Regions from separate parts of the Zea mays genome. Here region 1 is linked to region 2. The links are chromatin contacts, called in public Hi-C maps. All regions are on one chromosome and are shown on one strand. Each heading gives the region's core, a stretch centred on a gene start, on an enhancer-like site or on the middle of the called end of the contact. The rest is flanking DNA. Distances are from core to core; before and after follow the strand shown. Region 1 holds the start of LOC100274616 (Pentatricopeptide repeat-containing protein). Region 2 holds the start of LOC100275588.

The links. A called contact is a pair of places that touch in the nucleus more often than the background predicts.
Region 1: a Hi-C map of tassel shows a contact between it and region 2, with 2.1 times the contacts expected there. The contact joins the promoter of LOC100274616 here to the promoter of LOC100275588 in region 2. A contact is called at or near these places in 3 of 25 Hi-C or Micro-C datasets (ear, endosperm and tassel).

What each region holds. Positions count from the first base shown.
Region 1 is chr8:169,510,415-169,515,752 of Zm-B73-REFERENCE-NAM-5.0, forward strand. It overlaps LOC100274616 (Pentatricopeptide repeat-containing protein), which reads right to left and starts at 2,395. Exons shown (of 2, transcript NM_001148960.1): 1 at 736-2,395; 2 at 1-17. The coding sequence starts at 2,346. The coding sequence ends at 880. LOC103636375 (G-rich sequence factor 1) reads right to left here. Exons shown (of 2, transcript XM_023300810.2): 2 at 5,153-5,338.
Region 2 is chr8:169,141,821-169,146,971 of Zm-B73-REFERENCE-NAM-5.0, forward strand. It overlaps LOC100275588, which reads right to left and starts at 3,336. Exons shown (of 11, transcript NM_001149638.2): 1 at 2,865-3,336; 2 at 2,708-2,760; 3 at 2,556-2,622; 4 at 2,417-2,469; 5 at 973-1,411; 6 at 322-410; 7 at 1-28. The coding sequence starts at 3,017. LOC103636371 (protein BLISTER) reads right to left here. Exons shown (of 14, transcript XM_035961908.1): 13 at 4,987-5,151; 14 at 4,632-4,869.

The sequences.
Region 1 (5,338 bases), core at 1,145-3,644, 370 kb after region 2:
TTCCTCTTTCTGCAATCCTGGTGCAATCATATTAGCGTCATATCTACTGTCCAAATATCATAACAGTATAATAAGACTCCAACTCTCACATTAGGTGGACTTAATATGTTCAGAGGCTGCACATAAGAAAAGCGATAGAAAGACAGTATAGTATCCTAAGTTCCTAAGCAATAGAAAGACACTTACTTTACTTGATCTAATGCATTGAAAATATCATAAATCCCTAGTTTATGAAGATCAACAGTCATGTATTTGGGTAGTGGGCACCAGGCATAAGAACTAGAAGATGCCAGAGGTACATAGTTCGGTTAACCGATGTCATTCAGGCTCTAGTGTCCTACCTTAGTTGCTATCTAGTTAGGCCAATAAAAATTGGAACGTAAGCAAAGTTGATTAGCACCCTCCTGAAAACATACACAGATCACTGATGGAATAAGACATTTTCTATCATACACACCTTATGATGAATGGTTTGTCAATATGTCCGAAAATGCAACACAAAAATCTGATAACTAGACCTTGCTTCCAAACAGATAGGCCTTCAAAATTCATTCGTGTCAATTAAACTTTTTTCATAAATTAGTTTAAAGAACAAATGGAAAATGCCACATTGGAAGCTTGGAATTTCAATGATAAATTTTGTGCAGATATGTGGAGCCAACACCACAAAAAGAATGCACATCAGTGGAATAAAATAATGTTATGTGCAATAGAAGCAAATAATCAAAAGAATACCTCATTTCAAACTTTCCATCTTATATCTCTGCAGTTATGTACACCACTGGCTCATCAGGCATCTCCATCCAGCCTCATCCAGCGAAATACTCAGTCCAGTGCTCCCATATGCCCTGAGAAGTGCTCTTGTAGCCACAAAGATCTTCACTTATGCAAGCCACCAAGAAGCCTATTATAAGAGGCAATATTTGGTATAAATCCTAAATCAAGCATTTCATCCAACACAGCCTTCCCTTCCTTTCTTTTCCCCTGCCTCCCAAATCCTTGCACCAGCATACGATAAGTTTCACCGTCAGCCTCAAAACCCTTCTCCTTAGCGAACACCCTTAGCTGGTTAGCATCAGCTGTCCTCCCAGCTTCGCAAAGCGCCTCAAAGATGCAGTTACAAGAAATTGAATCCGGAACAATCCCTTGATCAATCATTCTCCACATCAACCGGTAAACCTCATCCAGCTTCCCTGCCTCCATCAGGCACTCCAAAACTGTGGCGCCAGCAGGTGCACTCATACAGCATTTGGTATTCCTCTCTAATACCATGTCTACTGCTTCCACTGCTCTGTCCACCTTCCCACCACGGCAAAGAGCCTCAACGACTTCAAAGCAATCAAACCCTTCTGGCACCACCCCATCCCCCAAAAACTCAACAAACAGCTCAGCCGCCTCTAGAGCCTTGCTACCACGGCACAATCCACCGATCAAAATCTCCATGGACGCAACGGACAGCCCAACCCCAAGCTCAAGCATCTCGCGTGCCACCTTTGTTCCCTCCTTATACCTGCCTTCTCTGATGAACCCACGCATAAGTGTGTTGAAACTAACGACCGTCGGTGCACAGCTCCGGCGCTGCATCTCACCAAACCACCGCATGGCGGCGTCTACGCCTTCCACCCGGCATGAGCTACTGATGAGTATGTTGAAGGTGTGGACATCCGGAGCGACGCGGTAGACGGAGGTCATTTCGCCGTAGAAGCGAATGGCATCGTCGTGGCGACGGAGGCGGGAGAGAGCTTGGAGGATGATGTTGTAGAACTCGGCGGGTAGTGGGGAGTCAGCGACGCGCCGGAGAGAGGCGAGGGCATGCGATGCGGAGGGGATGTCGCCGGAGGCGGCGAAGGCGACGATGGCCTTGCGGAAGGTGGGGAGGAGCTCGGGGCATGCAAAGATGGAGTCGTCGGCACAGGGGCAGGGGCGGGTGAGGACGAGCTCCAGGAGGCGCTGGAGCGAAGGGAGGCGGCGGGAAGCCGCGAGGCGGGCGGCGACGAGGGACGTGAGGCTGTGGTCGGGTCGGAAAGCGGAGGACGCGTCTGCGGCGGCCAGCAGGATGTGGAGGTCGAGCGCCACGAGTCGGGGGTGGTGGCGGGCTCGGCGGAGGAGACGAAAGAGAGAGGCGGGGGAGGAAGCGTGAGCGGAGGGGAGCACCGGGAGCGGGTTAGGCGGCGAGAGGTGGGAGACGGCGAGCGGAAGGACAGGGAGTGAGGGGTCAAACGGGATGGATGCGGAGGTGGTGGGGGCTTCGGTGAGTTCAGGCGCGTCAGTCTCCGGGGAGATGAGGCGCTCATACCGGGAGATCAGAGACGGCAGCTTCCGCGCGAGGCGGCGAGAGGCGGCCATCGTCCGGCGGTGAAGGGGGAAAGGTTGGGATCGACCATTCCAAAGAGACGCCTCAGGCTTGCAGGCCAGGCGCTCCAGGAGTACGATGAAGGAGACGGGCCAAGCTGGCCCAACAAGCAGGTTACATGGGCCCAGGATTCGGGAGTCAGAACCAACACGCTTCAAAAAACTGAACCCTTTTTTTTTCAATCACTAAACCACCTAATGTCAATTCACAATCACGCACGCACAATTTCTGAAGGTATACGGCAAACGTACGCAGTGGCAAAGGCGAGGGGCTCACGGCCCAGTTGCAAAGTGCCTGTTTGTGTTTTTTCTTTTTTTTTCCTGATTTTGGTTTTCAGCCCGTTTATATAAGAATTATTTATTGAAAATCATTCAAAATCAACATGAATACACAATCGGATGAGTCGTCGCGATAGAAGAAATTCATCACTTACTAGATACTAAATCTATGAGTCATTTCATTTTCCTTTGCATGTAATCCTCATGGTACTCAGATTCTCTCCACAACCAAATTCTCCACAGCCAAATTGTTAGAAAAGCTAATCAGAAAAAAGCAGAAACAAACAGACCCAAAAACTACTTGCCAGAAGCGCTCCTGTCCGGAGTTCGAGTCCTAGGTGACGCACCATTTACCTAAAAATCTTCAAGTATAGGATTCAGATACTCTATGGGATTTATGAGCCATAAAACTGAGGGGGATTGGAGATGGGAGAGTATTTAAATCCCTAATAGATCAAAATTACTCTCAATACATCTTAATCCTCTCTATTCCTAGAGTATCCAAACTAAGCCTATCGAAGTATGAAATACATGTTTTTCTTCAGACGAGCATCAATCATAGTCATACGTTGAAGGCAGGTCGGGCATCCAATGATAACTTAGGCTATCTCTAGCATCCCTTATTTTAAATTTCTTTCTACAAACAGTGTCATCTACAGTTCCATGTCCCTATTTTCTACACTTTATTTGAGACAGTCTCATGAGCTAGATTAAAGTATATTGTTAAAAAAAGAAAAAGTTTTTTTCTCGATCAATAGCTCATACACGTATTTCAATATTATATATAAAAATTATCATATACTAAGATTATTTAGGTAAAAAAATATCATATAGCAATTCGCTCGTATCATCACGGGTGCGGTAAGATCGAGGAAAGACCATGCTGTGAGTTCTGAGTTGTGACATCACGTAGGCTAGTGGCTGCAAATCAAAACTTAGAAAGTGAATCTAGGCGAGTGAAAAGAATCATTTTTTTGCTGGCAAAACGCGTAGTGTACTTGTAGTCTCCCTCACTTTTCCTGGTGGCAGTTGCTGCATTCTAGTCTAGAATATATATGCAGTGCCGTATCGGGCACCTCTCGAGTCCTGACTGTTGTTTCGTCTATCTAGATCAGCATGCAGTATGCATGGCAATTTAATTGCCCACCGTATAGTGTCGTAGTCATCCTCTTGAACAATTCTCTAGAAGCTTGTCGCCCTAGTTGATGAGGTACACGTCCGCCCACGATGACGACCATTTGCTACACAAGCAAGATGACGTAAAATGGCCAAGTACGGATTATTTTACACGTTGGCCAGAAGAACACTGCTCCTACTTGCCATACTTTAGCTACGTTGTACATTGACCTAAATTAAATAGGTCGACAGACCATAAGATTAGTACTATATAAATACTAGAGGCACAGAGACTTACCTCGATGCCGGGCCCGAGTCGTCTCCGGGCTCCGGCCAACCACCTTTGTTAGGTTGCGTTTTTTTCTAGTTCATAGTGACATTCATTGCTTTAGATAATAAATTTGACATGTAGTTTAGTAAGTTTTTTCTTTCCAAGGTGTCGTCTAATTATAACCAGACATAATCATCGACGTGTTTGGATTTCTTGCTGGCCCTCGCCTTGCCTAGCCGGGCAAGGAATTGAACAACTGATGCATTTTCGATTCTTTGCGAGCTGTCCCGATAGGCTGGTGCTAGTGGGGACGAGATGGCAGGCGGTAGAGGGCTGTGTCGGCCGGTTAGAGATGGCAATAGATAAATAACTATAGGATATTACTATCCTATATTATACTAGGTGGATGCCCGTGCGTTGCAACGGAAACATATCATCGGTATAGGGAATGCAACTCCTACCAATCTGGTATCAAAGGTCTCGACAATCATAAGCTCTGCCGCTGCCCCCAGGCAGCAGCCGACGCCAGCATCAGGCGGCCCCCCAGCAACGTCCAGTGCGTTGGTCGTAGCCCCTGCTTCGTCGGGAGCCATGATGCTTTGCTGATAATCCCCAAATCCCAGCCTCCTTGCCGGGCAGCGCCACTGGGGGCATGGCGGCCCCGCAGCCAATGGAACGCTGTACGGCATGGTAGACGGGCTGCTCTCCCAAGAGCGCAGCAGCCTGCTGCCCCACGTAAATGGACAAACAAAAAAGTTATTGCTACAAACTTATGATCAGATAGACAAACAAAAAAACAATGTAAATGATATATGAAGTTGTTATTATGAGTAAGTTAGAAAGCACTACAACAATACGACAACCCCATGAGGCCATGATGCATAATAACACACTATGCATAAAACTCTCAAGTAAACAACACCTGCCATGATGCAGTGTAGTAGAATTCTCTAAACAATATTGCAGCAACAAACATGGTTTAAATCTCATTTATACATAATTTTAGTTTTGTTTTACTATTTAAATACAGGATAGCACGCCGTCGGTGAGAAGATAAGCAATATTGACAAGTGCTGCTAATGAACTGAAAATTCCATCACATCCCCAACATTAGCGAAAGAAACACCACTTGAATGAACTCAAACGTAGCAAAATCCATAAATGATTATGTCGTACATGTGCGGCCGGCCAACAAAGGAAAGTTGTTACAGTTCAGTTCGCATATAAGAAGTCAAATACACACAACTAACACAATCTAAAAGCGATACAGATAAGCATGCCAAGTGAAAACTATAGTCGATTGCAGCCACATGCAACCAG
Region 2 (5,151 bases), core at 2,086-4,585:
TGAACCTTTGGGCTTCACAGAATTGCCACTGAACCAAACAATTATATTTATTTAAAATTGTGGCAAGAAAGAGATGGACTGAAATAAATTGATGCTGTCAAGTGCATAAGGATAAAAACAGGCAAAAGTCCATTTCTCCAGTTTGCTCTCGCATACAGTATCAAACAAATCTGTTCTAGAATCTTATTGCTAACTCATCATGGGTTGCATATTAGCATTCCAGATTTTATGAATAACGAAAAAACAATAAATAAGTATGTATACTAGAATCATAATATATGATTGTTAACAATATGCAGCAAACGATTTTAACTGCCTCACCTGAAAGAATGCAGCCTTGCTGCAAATTTGTCTTCGTCTTGCTTGGCCTTGATTTGTACCCACTTATCTGCTTTAGTAAGATAGCTTCCCTGATAATGATCATGGAAATAATAAAAATATATAATTATGCAAATCATAAAAACATTATATACAGAGTTGGCATACGTACTTCAATGTTAAATGACAGAAATTGCAGGTTCCTCTTACATACAAGAATATAAAGGATAAAGATACTAATACAAAAATAGACCTAATCCTCAACAAAAGCATACCTCGCAATGTAACTTGTGAATACTTCATCTATTACAGTAACAACAAACTATAACATTTACATCTACCGTGGACTTGTGATTTCTAGTGTCTCCAGATTTACAGGTTAGCAGTAACTACAAAATTAATTTTCATAGCCTGATGGCCGTGTTACCTAAACAGACTAGTCCTATATGCATTTGTATCACAGCGACAAGGGACATGGATGAATGGATTAATCTGTAATAGCACCTTGCTCAAATACAGGATACATGTATAATGAACACAATTCATTCAGGATGGAGAAAAATTAATGTAACAATTCTGCAGCTGCACTTGATGACTTCTCAAACAATTGCTGTTGACAAAAACAAAAGGTGGTCAAAAGACTGACAGATGTACCTGTAAAATCTCTGCTCGAACCTCTCTATCAAAATGCCTGCCTCTCTTTTTGCCCTTCCTACATGTTGTTTGTCCATTAATTCCCTCTGGATCATGTGGAACAATTGACATACCATCAACAGGTGATTCAGATGCACCATTTTCAGCTGATGGATTTGAAGGCATCGTTCCATTTCCCTCACTACCTTCCGGTTCAAATGGTACAATTGACATGTCAATAGCTGATCCATGGCTCTCTCCTACAACCGGAGAATCTAGTGTGAAGGTTCCAGTTTCCCCCTTCCTGCATCTGCTGTTTGCCTCTTTGCCTCTAGGCTTGCCATTGCTGCTTTGTGGTTCATTTAATACGTCCGCCATATCTTGCAATCCAGAGCTCTCTCTTTCAGCCAATGGGCTTAATGTGGGGGCCTGAATTGTAGGTGTTGGATTCGCTGACATGCTGCATATGGCAAGTCCAAGGATACATCAGCTTCTAACGGCCAAATAATACATCAAGAGAAAGAGATTGTGGTGCACAAAGATCAGAATGATGGCACTATATAAACTTTCCCCAGGGATGGGGTCCTGTAATTTTGCTTTGCAAGGACACTGGAGTACTGGACATAAATGCCAACTTGCAAGTTGCATCAGAAACCTTAACAAAGCCTTCCTTGCTAAATATTGACTGGCATTAAGATCCATTTGGATCCACCGGATAATAGTTAGCTGCTAGAAACTTGCTGGGGTGGATCCAGAAGAACCTAACTAATAAGTCAACTAATTGTTAGCTGGGCACCTATCTACAAACTATCTCATAGCTACCAACTTAGCTAATAGTAGCTAATATATTGCAAAAAGGCACTTCTGTTCTCCTACCTACTTCTATGCATGTGCCCTACCAATAGCAAATAGAAAAAGGTATGACATTATTGTTGGAATATAATATAAGTGAATTGACCATCTCCTCCTATTAGCTTAAGCTTTTAGGTTGAATCGGTTGGTGCATGCAACTTAATATGGTATCAAAGCCAGAGATCATGAGTTCGAATTCTGGTTAGCGCAATTAAAATAAAATAATTGTTGTTCGCTCCTATTACACGTCTAAGATCCAAGAGAGGCTCGACGCGAGGGGGAGTGTTGGGATATAATATAAGTCAATTGTTCAACTCCTCCTATCAGCTTAAGCTTTTAGGTTGAATTGGTTGGTGCATTCAACTTAATAATTATACACAAAACCACCAATGCACAAGCACAACACCCAGCTAATAGGTACACAGCTAATATTAGCTGTGAATTATTAGCTGCTAGTGGATCCAAACAGGGCCTAAGACAAGCTACCACACAATCAATAAGGAAGGTCATCTGCCAATGTTGCATCTAATATGATTTGCCTAAACGACAATAACAAGATAACCAGAGAACCACAAAGTGGACCAACCAAGCAATGGTCAAAGCAGCCACTTACCCTCCATCAAGTGTTTGATCCTCTGGTTGTGGTTGAGTGCCAGAATCCGAGTCCTAGACACAAAAATCATCAAAGCTTCAAACGAAAATGCAATCCAAAACAAAGTGATTAAATTGAGATGCTTATCAGTAGAGGACACCTCCATAGCCTCCTGCAGGGCGCGCTCCACCAGCTCCTCCTCAGAGAGCACCTTGAGCTCATCGACACTGCGAAAAACGCATCCACGCATTAATAGGCACAGAGGAAAGGATTGTTACTTCGACACGACAGAACGAATCATGGAATTATTACCAAAGCTCATTGCTGAATTCGTCTCTGGTGTCTCCTAATTCGTCTTCCAAGGCCTGAATGCAAACGAAACAAGGAGGGGAGTCATACCCAAAGCTCTTCGGGGAATAAAAGGTTGGTTAGGGTTTTAGAATAGTTACAAGCAGGCTAGAGTTGGCACCTGGAGCTCGTGGAGGGCTGAGGACATGAACTCTGGTATGGTGGTGATGGGGCCCACCATGAAGGGGACGAACAGCGGGCCGCCTAGAGCGAAGGGCACGCCCTGCCGTTCGCCGGCGGCAGAGCTCTCGACTCCCTCTCCGTCGCCCGTCATCACCACGACGGCGCTTCTCTCCACGACGGCGCGGGGCAGGTGGGGGCGGGGCAGGCGGTGGCGCGTCGCGCGGAGGCGAGCGGTGGCGCGTCGCGCGGAGACGAGCGGTGGCGCGTCGCGCGGAGGCGAGCGGTGGCGCGTCGAGCGGGGCAGGCGGTGGCGCGTCGCGCGGAGGCGAGCGGTGGCGCGTCGAGCGGGGCAGGCGGTGGCGCGTCGCGCGGAGGCGAGCGGTGGCGCGTCGCGCGGAGGCGAGCGGTGGCGCGTCGAGCGGGGCAGGCGGTGGCGCGTCGCGCGGAGGCGAGCGGGGGCGCGTCGAGCGGGGGCGGGGGCGGGGGCACGCGGGCCTGTGGACGTGTGAGCTGTAAGTATTTTTACTTTAGGGCAGAATTACATGGTTATCCCTATTTAGATATGTAATTCTGTTTTTTCAAAGTTTGTATGTATACTCTTTCTTTTTAAAACGAACAGACAATTTACACTATTCCGCTATTACCACTTTTATCAATTGCTAACTCGGCACACAAAAAGGTGTTAATATCTTTACACAATTGCATCTCTTTTTATCAATTGCTTGCAAATTTATCCTAAATTTGGTATGAAGGTTTGGGATATAATTGTAACATAAATCTTATCATATTTTTTGAAAATCATTATTTCAATTTTGAATTTAAAATATTTCGAAATTGATGAAAATAACTCAACCCGCATAATTTGATAAAAATACATTTTCAACATAATCTAACCATATATATTTTTTAAAATAAATTAAAAGTTCGCGGGTTCTTGGTTTGTGTCACGATTTATTGATTTAAAAAATCATTAATTCTAGTTTTAAAAAATCAAAGCTGAGGCATTTTTTCAAAAATTATGGTCAAAATTAGATTCTAAACTTTCATATTAAAGTCGAGCCAAATTTATAAATAGTTGATACAAGGAGTGACAATGGTTATATGAACGTCTTTTTACAAGATGGCTTAACATCGTTAAGTGCTATAACGGAATAGGAATGGATACAAATTGTCTATTCGTTTTAAAAAAGGATACGATAGTGGTCGTTATTAATGGTAAAAACATTGTATTTCTACGTGCAAACTTTAAAAAAATATGGTAAAAACAAAATCACATCCTTCGATTAGGGGCAACTATACAACTCTCCCTTTATTTTATATATTGTATAAAAAGTGTTTGGTATATGATAGTGATAGTTATTAATGTACTCCCTCCAGTTCATTTTTATTTGTCGTTGTTTAGTTTAAAAATAAACTAGCGAACGATAGCGGACGATAAATATTTGAGAATAGAGGGAGTATAATATTACTACGTGCCATATAGAAATTTTTTAATGTATTCGTTTAATGGGTGTAGTTGTGAATTGTGATATAATATAAGATGCTCCTAGCAAGTAATATTCGTGTGGCTGCCGTGTAATATAAGACGTTAGGTTATTTGTTTCAGATTAAAGTCAGTCGTTTTGAACTACTGCAGCTGTAATTTATAAAAACAAAATATTGTATAAATAGTAGAAACCAATACGAATTAAACCAAGCGAACAGTTGAAAGGCGCGCTATAACTAGACATTCGGGGAAAAAAAACTCACCAGTCAACCAGTCAGATAAAAAGAAAAACATGTCTGACTTTGGTTGTGCGGTGGCTATACTCTTTTGGTTATCGGAAAACCAAATTAGAGAAGTTCCTTCGGTTTTTCCTACTGAGCACTAACTTTACAGAGTGATAGATTCAAACGAATTTTGTAATTTCACAAAACCGCCTCGCCTTGAGCAATTCCGTAGAAATTTTTTAGGTATGTAACAGTTGCAGTCTCTTTGTCTGCTTTGTTTCAATCCGTACTGCCTGTCAACCAGCGTCGAGATGTGAGCTGAAGCTTAACGGGAACACAAACCAAATGAATGGTAAAAACAATTGCAGGCTGCGTATTCGACTCGTATAATGAAAGAAATTGTTCCATACTTCAATGGATACAAAAGGGTCTATTCTTTGCGACTATTCTTTTCCTTGCCAAAACAGGCTGCCGCCCGCACCATACTCCAGGGAATTACATTATCTTCTGTCAAAAATAAATAATGGTTACATTGAATGGCTCCAATATACAGCTTCTCACCATGCTATCAGCAA